3 separate regions of the Mus musculus genome follow, and all the other regions are linked to region 1. The links are chromatin contacts, called in public HiChIP or PLAC-seq maps. All regions are on one chromosome and are shown on one strand. Each heading gives the region's core, a stretch centred on a gene start, on an enhancer-like site or on the middle of the called end of the contact. The rest is flanking DNA. Distances are from core to core; before and after follow the strand shown.

Region 1 (3,091 bases), core at 378-2,877:
GCCACAGAACTGCCCCCAAGGAGATGTGTCCAGCCTCCCAAAGCAAGGTCCACCTGTCTAGGAAGAAACTGGCCTGGTTTAAAGTTGGGGGAGGGGGGGGAATGGAGGAGGCAGGTTCAGCCCTCCCCACTGAGACGTTCTGCAAGAAGGAAATGAATGAAACCTACCTTGGTAGCTACTCTTAAAAGTCCAAACATCCATTCCCAAAAGTCTTAACATTAGGGCTCCACCCACTCCCCTGGCATTCTGCCAGGAAGGTCCTCGGGCTGCCCTTCTCACCTGGAGGACAGGGAGCTAGCGCCAAGGACAAAAAGCCCATTCATCTTCAATGCTTACAGCTGAGCTCAGGTTTCCTGGTGAGGGTGGGGGTGGGGGACTGAATATCTGGTTAAACCTTGATCCTTCAAAAAGATAGACAAGGCAGCTGATCCTGACCTGGACACAGTGGCTTGCAACACTAACCGGTACCAGCGACCCAGTGTTAGAATTAAGATTTTAGTATGGACCAATTTCCCTAGTGCCTTGCCTTGCTCATCCAGACAAGAGGGGGCTGAAATCAGACGGTGTTGATGGGCCGTGGTCTAAGCAGGCACCATACCTCTGTTCCAGGCCACTCAGGGAACTTCCCATATCGCGCAAGTGCTACAAACCAGGACATCAGGGCATGGGGACCAGAGCAAGCCATCCCATTCCTCCTCCTCCAGATGGCAGGAGGTAGCATGTTTTTGCTGGTACTCACAGCACCCAGATACTGGGCTCTCCAACTACAAGAGGACTGTTAACTGGACTGGTTTCACCTTTGCAACTGAAACTCAGTGACCTTTTCCTTTTTTGGAATATTTTGATTCCAGTTCACAGCATTCTCTTACAGAAGCAGACTGACCTGGAGGGTGGGCCCATAAAGCCCAGGGTATAGAAAAATGAGTTTAGCAATCTGTGGTCTCACCCTGAGGGGATACAGAAGCCAAGTACAGGTGTCTTGCAAACACTGCTTTCACTGGTGTCCTGTCCTCTGAGCCTGGGGTTAGAGGGTCTGTCTCAAGAGGGCTTAGAGCCTTAGGGGAATGCAGGAGTCCATACCTGCATCATCAATCTTTTGCCTGAGTCCAAGGTCAACTGGTGTTGCCCCAGAATGACTCCCCTCAGGCTGGCACACAGCAGGGGCTCAGAGAGCACTAAGTGAGAGTGAAAGAATCCAATCAACCTAGGAGAGACTTTTGACCAGAAACCCTGGCCAAGAGGCAACTGGAGGAACTCGGAATTATCCAATCTTGCCCCAGCCTCCTATGAAGAGGTGTTGGCTGATCCCTGGTCTAGAGATGCTATGAGGTACACACTAGGCTTGGGAGTCACCCCACCAATGCACACATATCTGGTCTATCTCAGACTCCAAGGATGTAAAACCTACACCAACAATAGAATGGTGTCTGGGGAGAATTTTAAAAAAGAAAAGCCAAAATCAGATTCTATAGTCAGTAATTACAGGACTAGGAGGAACCAGCAGGGAGCGACTGAAACCTCTGACTCACAGCTGGCTCCATTAAAAAACGGTGAAACTGTTTGCTCTGGCTGAGCGACAGGGCAGACTCTCCCCCTAGCTTGTACTGCCCACACACTTTCTAAGCCTGGCCCTAGCTAGCAATGAGCACTCTGGGGCAGAGCACACAGCTACCCTCAGAACAGTGGACAGGGCACTGGGCATGGTCGGGTGTGGGTTCCATTTCAACAGGAGAAGACAATGGAAAGGGGAGCTTTGTATCCTTGCAACCCACCCTCAAAGCTACTAGGGTTGGATCTGAGGGAGCCAACAAGAGGTGGTTTTTGTGACTAGGTGGGGTATTACATTCGCCATAACATAATTATAGAAATGACTCATGATTCTCGAGCCTTCCCTGTGTGTGGGGCTGTCTTTGGTTTTACAGGAAAGGTTCCAGTACTGAAGGAGCTGCCTACTGGTGGGCCTGGAGGCCCCTGGAGCCAAGATGGGTGTCACAACTTGCTTCAATCCCCATTAGACTTTTTACATTGCTTCTCATCAGATCCCCAAGACACTAACCCAATGGCAGCCTCTGACCCTCAGGCAGATTCCCAGCCCAGACGGCGTGTGTTGCCCGCCTGTGCCTGGGCTTACGTAGGTGAGTCATGGAGAAGGGAGGGCAAGTCAGGTGACCAGGTGAGACTCAGAACTCCTGAGGTAGCCTGGTTACCTTGACATTCCTGTGATTATGCCAAGGTAAAAAGTAACCCAAGGAGTTTGCCTTATATGGGCACAATGACAGATTTCAACACAACTGTTAACTGACCCCACATCCAATCTAGTCTAGGTTGCTCAGGTGACACCCGATAAAGCTGCTCTGAAAGTAGGAAATAAATAACAACTTATGACAGATCATGACCAGTGACTCACAAAACAAAGGTGCAGTCCAACTATATCTATGTGACTTTTAGACAGGGGCAGGGGTGACCGGCCTGTAGACCAAGAGGCTCTATCACTCCCCCACCCACACCTGGTGGGGAGACCTGGCTAAGGCAGGGAGGGTTGTGGAGGAAATCCACTTCAGACTGTAACTGAACAGCAAGTCCCGGCTAGGTTCTAAGAGACCTGGTGCTTTCCCCGAGAAGGGCCAGGACAAGCAGGGGCCACTGGGAGGCATGGCTCTTTAGGCTGACAGGACAACACGAGCAGAGTAAGTACAGGCTCCTTCATGAGAAACCCTAGCATCAAAGAGATTGAGATAGGAGGACTACATATGCCAGCCTGGGCTACATAAAGACCTTGGGGTTTTAGTTTAAAAAAAAAAAAAAAGAGAAAGAAAAGATACATATGAGAACGAAAGAAACCAGCTGGGCTTTGCAGGAATCCTAAAAGTCATCCCAGGAGGCAGGCCCTTCTCCAGCAGCAGCCCCTAGAACAAACCAACGAGCCACTGCTCTCAACCTCTGCCAGACTCCATTCATTCATCCCAGTTTATAAAGGTACCCAATATCTACCATGTGCTGACTTCTCCCTCGGAGTGTGTGTGTGTGTGTGTGTGTGTGTGTGTGTGTGTGTGTGTGTGTATATGTGTGTGTGTGTGTGTGTATATGTGTG
Region 2 (3,091 bases), core at 208-2,707, 570 kb after region 1:
AGGCCAGCAGTGGTAAAGTCCCTGCTTTCTGCCCTGTAATAAAGACCGTAATAAAAGTCATGTCAGGATCTGGGTTATCAGGGAAGATATCAGGCAATGCCGCTGGTATGCTTCATCCTACTCTGAATCCGTGTAAGACATGGACATTCTCCACAGGCTGTGGTGACACTGTAGACTGAAGGCTGTGGCTGAAGGGAAGGAGAAATGGGTCTCTCCACAGCCAGCAGCTTCTACTTCCAGCCCCAAGTAGTGAACAGTAAAGAGAGCATCACTTCTCTGGGGCTCAATGCCCCTTCTCGGCAAAGGGTGAAATAAAGAGTATATGAAGCCAGGAGGTGGCACATGCCTGTAATCCCAGGGCTAGAGAGGTGCAGGCAGGAGGATGAGGAGTTCAAAGCCATCTTGGCTAGATACCAAGTCTGAAGCCAGCCCTACATGAAGGCTATCCACTATGTGTCTGGCTGTCTGTGTGTGTGTGTGTGTGTGCGTGCGTACACTGATGTGAGAAACCACATCAACCCATGTCAAAGGAGACTGGGAATACCTGGTGGTTGTGGTGCATGCCTTTAATTCAGCACTTAAGGGGCAGAGGCAGGGGGATCTCTGTGAGTTCAAGGTCAGCCTGAGTTCAGGACAGCCAGGGCTACACAGAGAAACCCTGTCTTGGAAAGGTGGGGGATGGGGGGAGGCATGGAGGCTGTGGTTACTGTGTTAAGTGGCATTACTCGCAAACCAGGTCTGAACTCTCTGGATAATGCTCTACCCTTCTCACTACCCTTTCTGTCAATTCCCCGTCAAGTTCACCTCCACAGCACCAAAGCCAGCACTCTGACCCTGCACTGTACCTTCCCCTTCAGCTGGCCCAGGCTGCCTCAAAGCCCCTCCTTGGTGTTTCTTTGGGTAGCCAGAAGACAAAGGAGAGGCGACTCACACACTCCACCAGGCCCTCACCGTGGCCCTTCTGCTGCCTCCTCCAGCTCCAGCCACACCAAAAGCACTCCTGCTTCAGGACCTTGCACCTGCTCTTGTGAGAAAAGCTCTTCAGCTGACTTTTATGAGGGCGGTCCACCTCAGTGGATGTGTCCCAACCCTGGCCAGAGGGAAGCACCCCCCCCAACCCCCAGTGTGTCCCTTGCCATTCTGCTTTAATGACTTCCCAGTGTTACTCATCCCTGCCATTACCTTATTAGTCATTTACTCCTGGTTATCTGTACCCCTCGCCCTGAGCATAAACCTCGGGCTCTGTCCCCAGGTCCTGAAACATTTGTAAAGCTCAAGGAATATTTACGAAATATGTCAACAACCCAATGGATTAATACACGGCCCTTCGCTGCACATCCAACACTCCCCTCCCACTCTCTAGAAGCCAAGAGGCTCTTGGGGATTGGGTAGGACAATGCATAACTGGTCCCAAAGCATCCAAATGATTCTAAGCATGCTATTGCTCTAAAGAATCCATGACCCAGATAACGAGCCCAGGGTCAGAGTTCCCCCTGGCCAGGCCACTTAGCAGGAATGGCCTCTCTCCACCAGAGCAGAGCCCTTCATTGTTCTGTCAGGTTGGAAAGCCTCTTCAGAAGCAGCACAATACTCAGAAGCCTCTTGACCCAAGTAGGAAGAATGAAACCTTGGCTCCTGGGCAGACCCTCACAGACTCCCAAAGTCAGAAAACATATTGGGGGTGGGGGATGGGTACTGTCAACAGCCTAGAGTTTCTTCTTAGTGATGCCGGCTGACTGGCAAAACCAAAGGTCCCACCTGGCCAAAGGTGAGGCTTGGGGTAACCACACCTGCCCAGGGGACAGCTGGGTCGAGTATCTGGGTGTGCAGTATCAAGGTCCTGTAAAGATCGAAGGAACGAACATAAAACCCTCAGGAAGATTGTAATCACGGTTCCAGATTGTGCAGATTAGAAACCAGGCTGCTGGTTCAGTCCTCATTTCTAATGTAAGCAAAGGTTCAAAAGAGCCAGACCCCAGGGGGCAGGGGAGTGGGGATGAATAATACATGTGGTTTCTCCTTCCAGCACAAGTCCAGCGAGATGGAGAGGGCATATTATAATGTCACAATGCTGGCAGACCGCCAATGACAAAACAGACCTAGGCAACAGTCACCCACGGCCACTAACACAGAAGACAATGGACTTCTCCATGGTACCTACTGGATACAGGCACCGCAACACCAGGAGTTGGCCATGCCCTTCCTGCCAAAACAATGCGTGCATGTGCATATGTGAGCATGTGTGCACACGTGTACACCTGCTGTGTATCAAAGCTGAAGTTCACTTGGTCTTCAGGTGTACACGTGTGCACAAATGTAAACCCAGCTACTCATTTACAGCAAACACAGGGAAAGCACGGTCCACTCTAGACTTCCCTGTATACAGAACAAATGACGCAGCTCTCTTCATCAGGTCAGCTGCCAGAAAGCACAGATATGGTGGCATAACCTGTAATCCTAGACTGAGGCAGCAAAGTCTTGAGTTCCAGGCCAGCCTAGGGGTTAAAGCAAGTAAAAGCCAAAGTGCGGGGTTGGGTAGAAGGGTCAGAGGGTCAGGTCACTTGCTGTACAACTATGAGGACCTAAGATCATCAAATCTCTACTATCCACAGAAAAGCCACATAATGTGTGCCTGTAATCCCTGAGAGTTAGCCGGTCTAGCCTAGCCAAAACTTCAGGCTTCTAATTAAAAGAGAGACCCTGTCTTAAGGAAATAAAAGAGAAAAATAAAGATACTAGGTGCCCTGCCCTCGCACATATGCGCAAACCTACACACACACACACAGACACACACACACAGCCCAAGATAGGAGAAAGAGAGGATGCTCTTCCCTATAAAAGATTAAGAGAAATTTAACAGGGTTGGGAACCAGTCCAGGGGAACTGGTGGTGGAACAAACAGGTTCTACAAAGACAGTGAGGGACCTAAGTGTTAACACTGCCCAACCCAGATGATGTAAAAACTTATTCTGAATTATCTTAATCACAACGACGATAGTCCTGTCTTTAAAGAAGCCTTATCTTATAGGGACAAACACTGGCTATGTTTACAGCAATAGAGGATTCTGAATATACAGGTTACAGGGTGACA
Region 3 (3,091 bases), core at 276-2,775, 520 kb after region 1:
GAGCAGCTAATGGGATGGGGAGAGGTGAGGAGTGGGGTTCAGGATATCAGGAAGAGGCAGTTTTAAGGACAGAAACTCAGGGCCTGGACTTGGGGTGGCAGAAATGCTACAAACAGAACCCCGGCTGATGGGGATTGTGGGAAGGAAAATGTGCCATGGGGAGGAGGAAGCCAGCAAACACTGTTGAGTGGGTGAGTTTCGGGAAGAACAACCCACACACAAAACTGGTAGATGTGGAAGACAAGCTTGGGCAGCTGGCAGACAGGGACTGGAGGGTGACTCTCCACTGTACAGTCAGAGGCTGCATCCCGACGTGGCAATGAAGAACCATGTGCACAACAGACCCTTAAAACCGCCATCACCTAATGTCAGCACTTGATATTGTGCCTGTGTTCACATAATGATAAAAAGCACCTAAACTTTTTCTCCTTTATCAAGCATGAAGTGATATAAAACTGTGCTAGGTGGGGTGGGGGGGGGAGGGCGTGGCTAAATGGTAGAGACCCTACCTGGAATCCACCAATGGAATGGTGCTGACCAGAGGAAGCCATGGTTACTGGTTTTGTGTGTGGGTTGTCCTTCCAGACAACTCACCCACCCAACAGTGTTTGCTGGCTCTCTTCTCTCCTCTGCCCTCCCCTCCCCTCCCCTCCACATTTTACTTGCCACAATCCCCATCAGCCACGGTTTTGTTTCCCGTGTAAGCTGCGCACCTGCCTATATTCTATCACTGGGAAGCTGGGGATACAGTAATAAACCCTTGTCTACCTTCACAAGGGTTTAGGTTTGCTCCCCAGCACTGCAAAAATACAAGAAAATATACAAATTCCACAGATAGATTTTAATTATCAATGCTTGAAAATATTAGGTACTCAACAAAAGGTTGGAATCATGGCTCTGGTACATATATAAAATGCACACTACACAACAAGCTGGTACTCAACTTGGAACCAACCAAAGCCTCATGATGGTTGGGTCTTGACTGCGGAGGCTCTACACTAGATGTGAGCCTTGGCCAAAAGACACTATCTAAGGCTGTGTCACCACCACCCAAGGGAGAAAAGACAGCAGTGAGACGGGGCTGGTAGGACACTGCTCTCCCCTTTCCTCAACTGTGAAATGGGGACAGAATCTATTATTGGTCTCTGAGGCTGGTTGTGTGGATCTAACGGAATGATACAGTGATTTAACATAGCAGCTAGCACTTATGACTCAGCGCATAAGGGTCCTCATCACTGTATGCTGCCGAGTGGGAATCACTTGAAGGTGGTGTATGAAAAGCTCCACTTACTGGGAATTAGCCATTCCAAAGGTAACTATGGGCTGGCAAGATGGCTCAGCAGCTCAGGGTGTTTGCCACCTAAGTCTAGTGACCTGAGTTTGATCTCCAGAATCCATGTAAAAGAGGAGGACAAAATTGACTCCACAAAGCTGTCCTCTAGTGGCCACATGTGTCCATATATGAGGGCAGGGTAGAAATAACGAAGTAAAACCAGAAGGTGGCCAGATGTAGTGACTCACACCTGGAATCCCAGCAGGAGGATCAGTACAGATCTGAGGCCAGCCCGGATCTGAGTCAGAGTGAGGCACTGAGAAGAACAGACACTCGAGCTGGAGGGATGCCACGGAGGTTAAGAGCACTTGCTGTCCTTCAGAGCACCGAGGTCCCAGCACCCACATCAGGCCACTCCCAACTACTACAGCTTCAAGGGACCTGAGGTCCTTCTGTGGCTTCCTTGGACACCACACTCATGTTGTGTACACACACACACACACACACACACACACACACACACACACACTTTAAAGCAGTGATTCTCAACCCTTCTAACGCTGTGACCCTTTAATAAAGTTCCTCATATGGTGGTGACCCCCAACCATAGAATTACTGTCATCGCTACCTTATAACTGTAATTTTGCTACTGTTAGGAGTCATAATTTAAGTATCTGTTTCCCCATAGTCTTAGGTGACCCCTGTGAAAGCATCATTTGATCCCCAAAGGGTTGCAACCCAAAGGCTAAGGAACATAAAAAGAAAGCAAAGGAAAAGGAAACTCATAAAGGTGATTGTTTTTATTATGTGACTGTCAGTGGTAAGATCAACCCTAATCCAAAAATTCTTCAACTCCCAAAAAGTGCTGAGAAGACACACGCGGACAATCCGATGCCTGACCTGAAGTCGCAGCCAACGCTGGCGTGCTTATGTTACATAAAACGGCTCCCAGGTTATTTGGATCAAGAGGTATTTCAAACAGAAGTGAATTTGGTGTTCACACTTGGTTTCCACTCAGAAGATAGCTCACATATATTCAGATATTCCAAAATCTGCAACATTTCTGGTCTCAAGCACTCTGGATAAAAGACCCTTGGGGGCTCAGAAAAAGCTCAGAGGTCAGCTTTACCTAGCATGCTCAAGGCTGTTTTCAAGCCAGGTACCGAAATTAACAAACAAACCAACCAACCAACCACTTTTAAAGGGGTATTCTACCTCTGTGATCATGTCGGTTCTCCCCACGTCCAAGTTAAAGTAAGGCACATCTTGGGAAACAGTTACGCCATTCACCAAAGGGGCTTGGACCTTGCCTTTAGGGGGCTGACGTTACAGAGGTGGGGTCCTGACGATGCAGGTTTCATAGCTCAGAGAAGAGGCTGGGCTGCGGGGGAGGGGGAAGCAGGCCCTTTGGAGTGCTGTGTGAGGGGGATCTAAAGGAGGCGTTGGCATTAGTCTGGTCAGAGGACTAAGGGAAGGAGAACCCATGGACAAAAAGGAGTGGCCCAGGAAGAGAAAGTAAACGTCACGCATAGGACAGCAGAGGGTCAGGATGCAGAGGGCAGGTGCAGAGTCCTACAGGACTGGGCTAGGATGGGTGGTGGGCAGAGGTCACAGCAAACTAGGCTTGGTGGGCCACAGTGCAGCGATGACCTGCCCACAAGAGGTCACTTCTAGAATCTGAGAAATGAATGGGTCACTCTCAGCCTGCAGCAGAGCATCTGTGAATCAAAGCTGTAGGGTGACTGCAGTCAAGAAGTGTGACCCAGCATCTGTCCTTCAGAGTACTGCTCACATGATCCCGGGTCACGGGGCCTATAA

The links. HiChIP or PLAC-seq counts read pairs in DNA pulled down with a chosen protein or histone mark.
Region 2: a contact with region 1 is called in a FOXA1 HiChIP or PLAC-seq map of pancreatic cancer cells. The contact joins two enhancer-like sites. A contact is called at or near these places in 1 of 39 promoter capture datasets (pre-B cells) and 1 of 115 datasets of contacts at active chromatin or transcription factors (pancreatic cancer cells).
Region 3: a contact with region 1 is called in a CTCF HiChIP or PLAC-seq map of the NIH/3T3 cell line, with 6 read pairs. The contact joins two enhancer-like sites. A contact is called at or near these places in 1 of 15 datasets of contacts at CTCF or cohesin (the NIH/3T3 cell line) and 1 of 115 datasets of contacts at active chromatin or transcription factors (pancreatic cancer cells).

The regions. Positions count from the first base shown.
Region 1 is chr7:28,929,319-28,932,409 of GRCm38.p6, forward strand. All of the region lies in intron 1 of Actn4 (actinin alpha 4), which reads right to left. It overlaps Gm38978 (a long non-coding RNA gene), which reads left to right. Exons shown (of 2, transcript XR_881921.2): 2 at 1-2,806. Among named protein-coding and RNA genes, the nearest start is that of Gm38978, 3.4 kb to the left of the region's middle. Within about 2 kb of position 1,628, at least 152 of the 459 cell types and tissues checked have an H3K27ac peak or open chromatin away from gene starts, as enhancers often do. A contact at or near this core is called in the NIH/3T3 cell line and pancreatic cancer cells, where this site is marked.
Region 2 is chr7:29,495,049-29,498,139 of GRCm38.p6, forward strand. All of the region lies in intron 2 of Sipa1l3 (signal-induced proliferation-associated 1 like 3), which reads right to left. Among named protein-coding and RNA genes, the nearest start is that of Sipa1l3, 8.9 kb to the right of the region's middle. Within about 2 kb of position 1,458, at least 47 of the 459 cell types and tissues checked have an H3K27ac peak or open chromatin away from gene starts, as enhancers often do. A contact at or near this core is called in pancreatic cancer cells, where this site is marked.
Region 3 is chr7:29,448,841-29,451,931 of GRCm38.p6, forward strand. All of the region lies in intron 2 of Sipa1l3 (signal-induced proliferation-associated 1 like 3), which reads right to left. Among named protein-coding and RNA genes, the nearest start is that of Sipa1l3, 55 kb to the right of the region's middle. Within about 2 kb of position 1,526, at least 29 of the 459 cell types and tissues checked have an H3K27ac peak or open chromatin away from gene starts, as enhancers often do. A contact at or near this core is called in the NIH/3T3 cell line and pancreatic cancer cells, where this site is marked.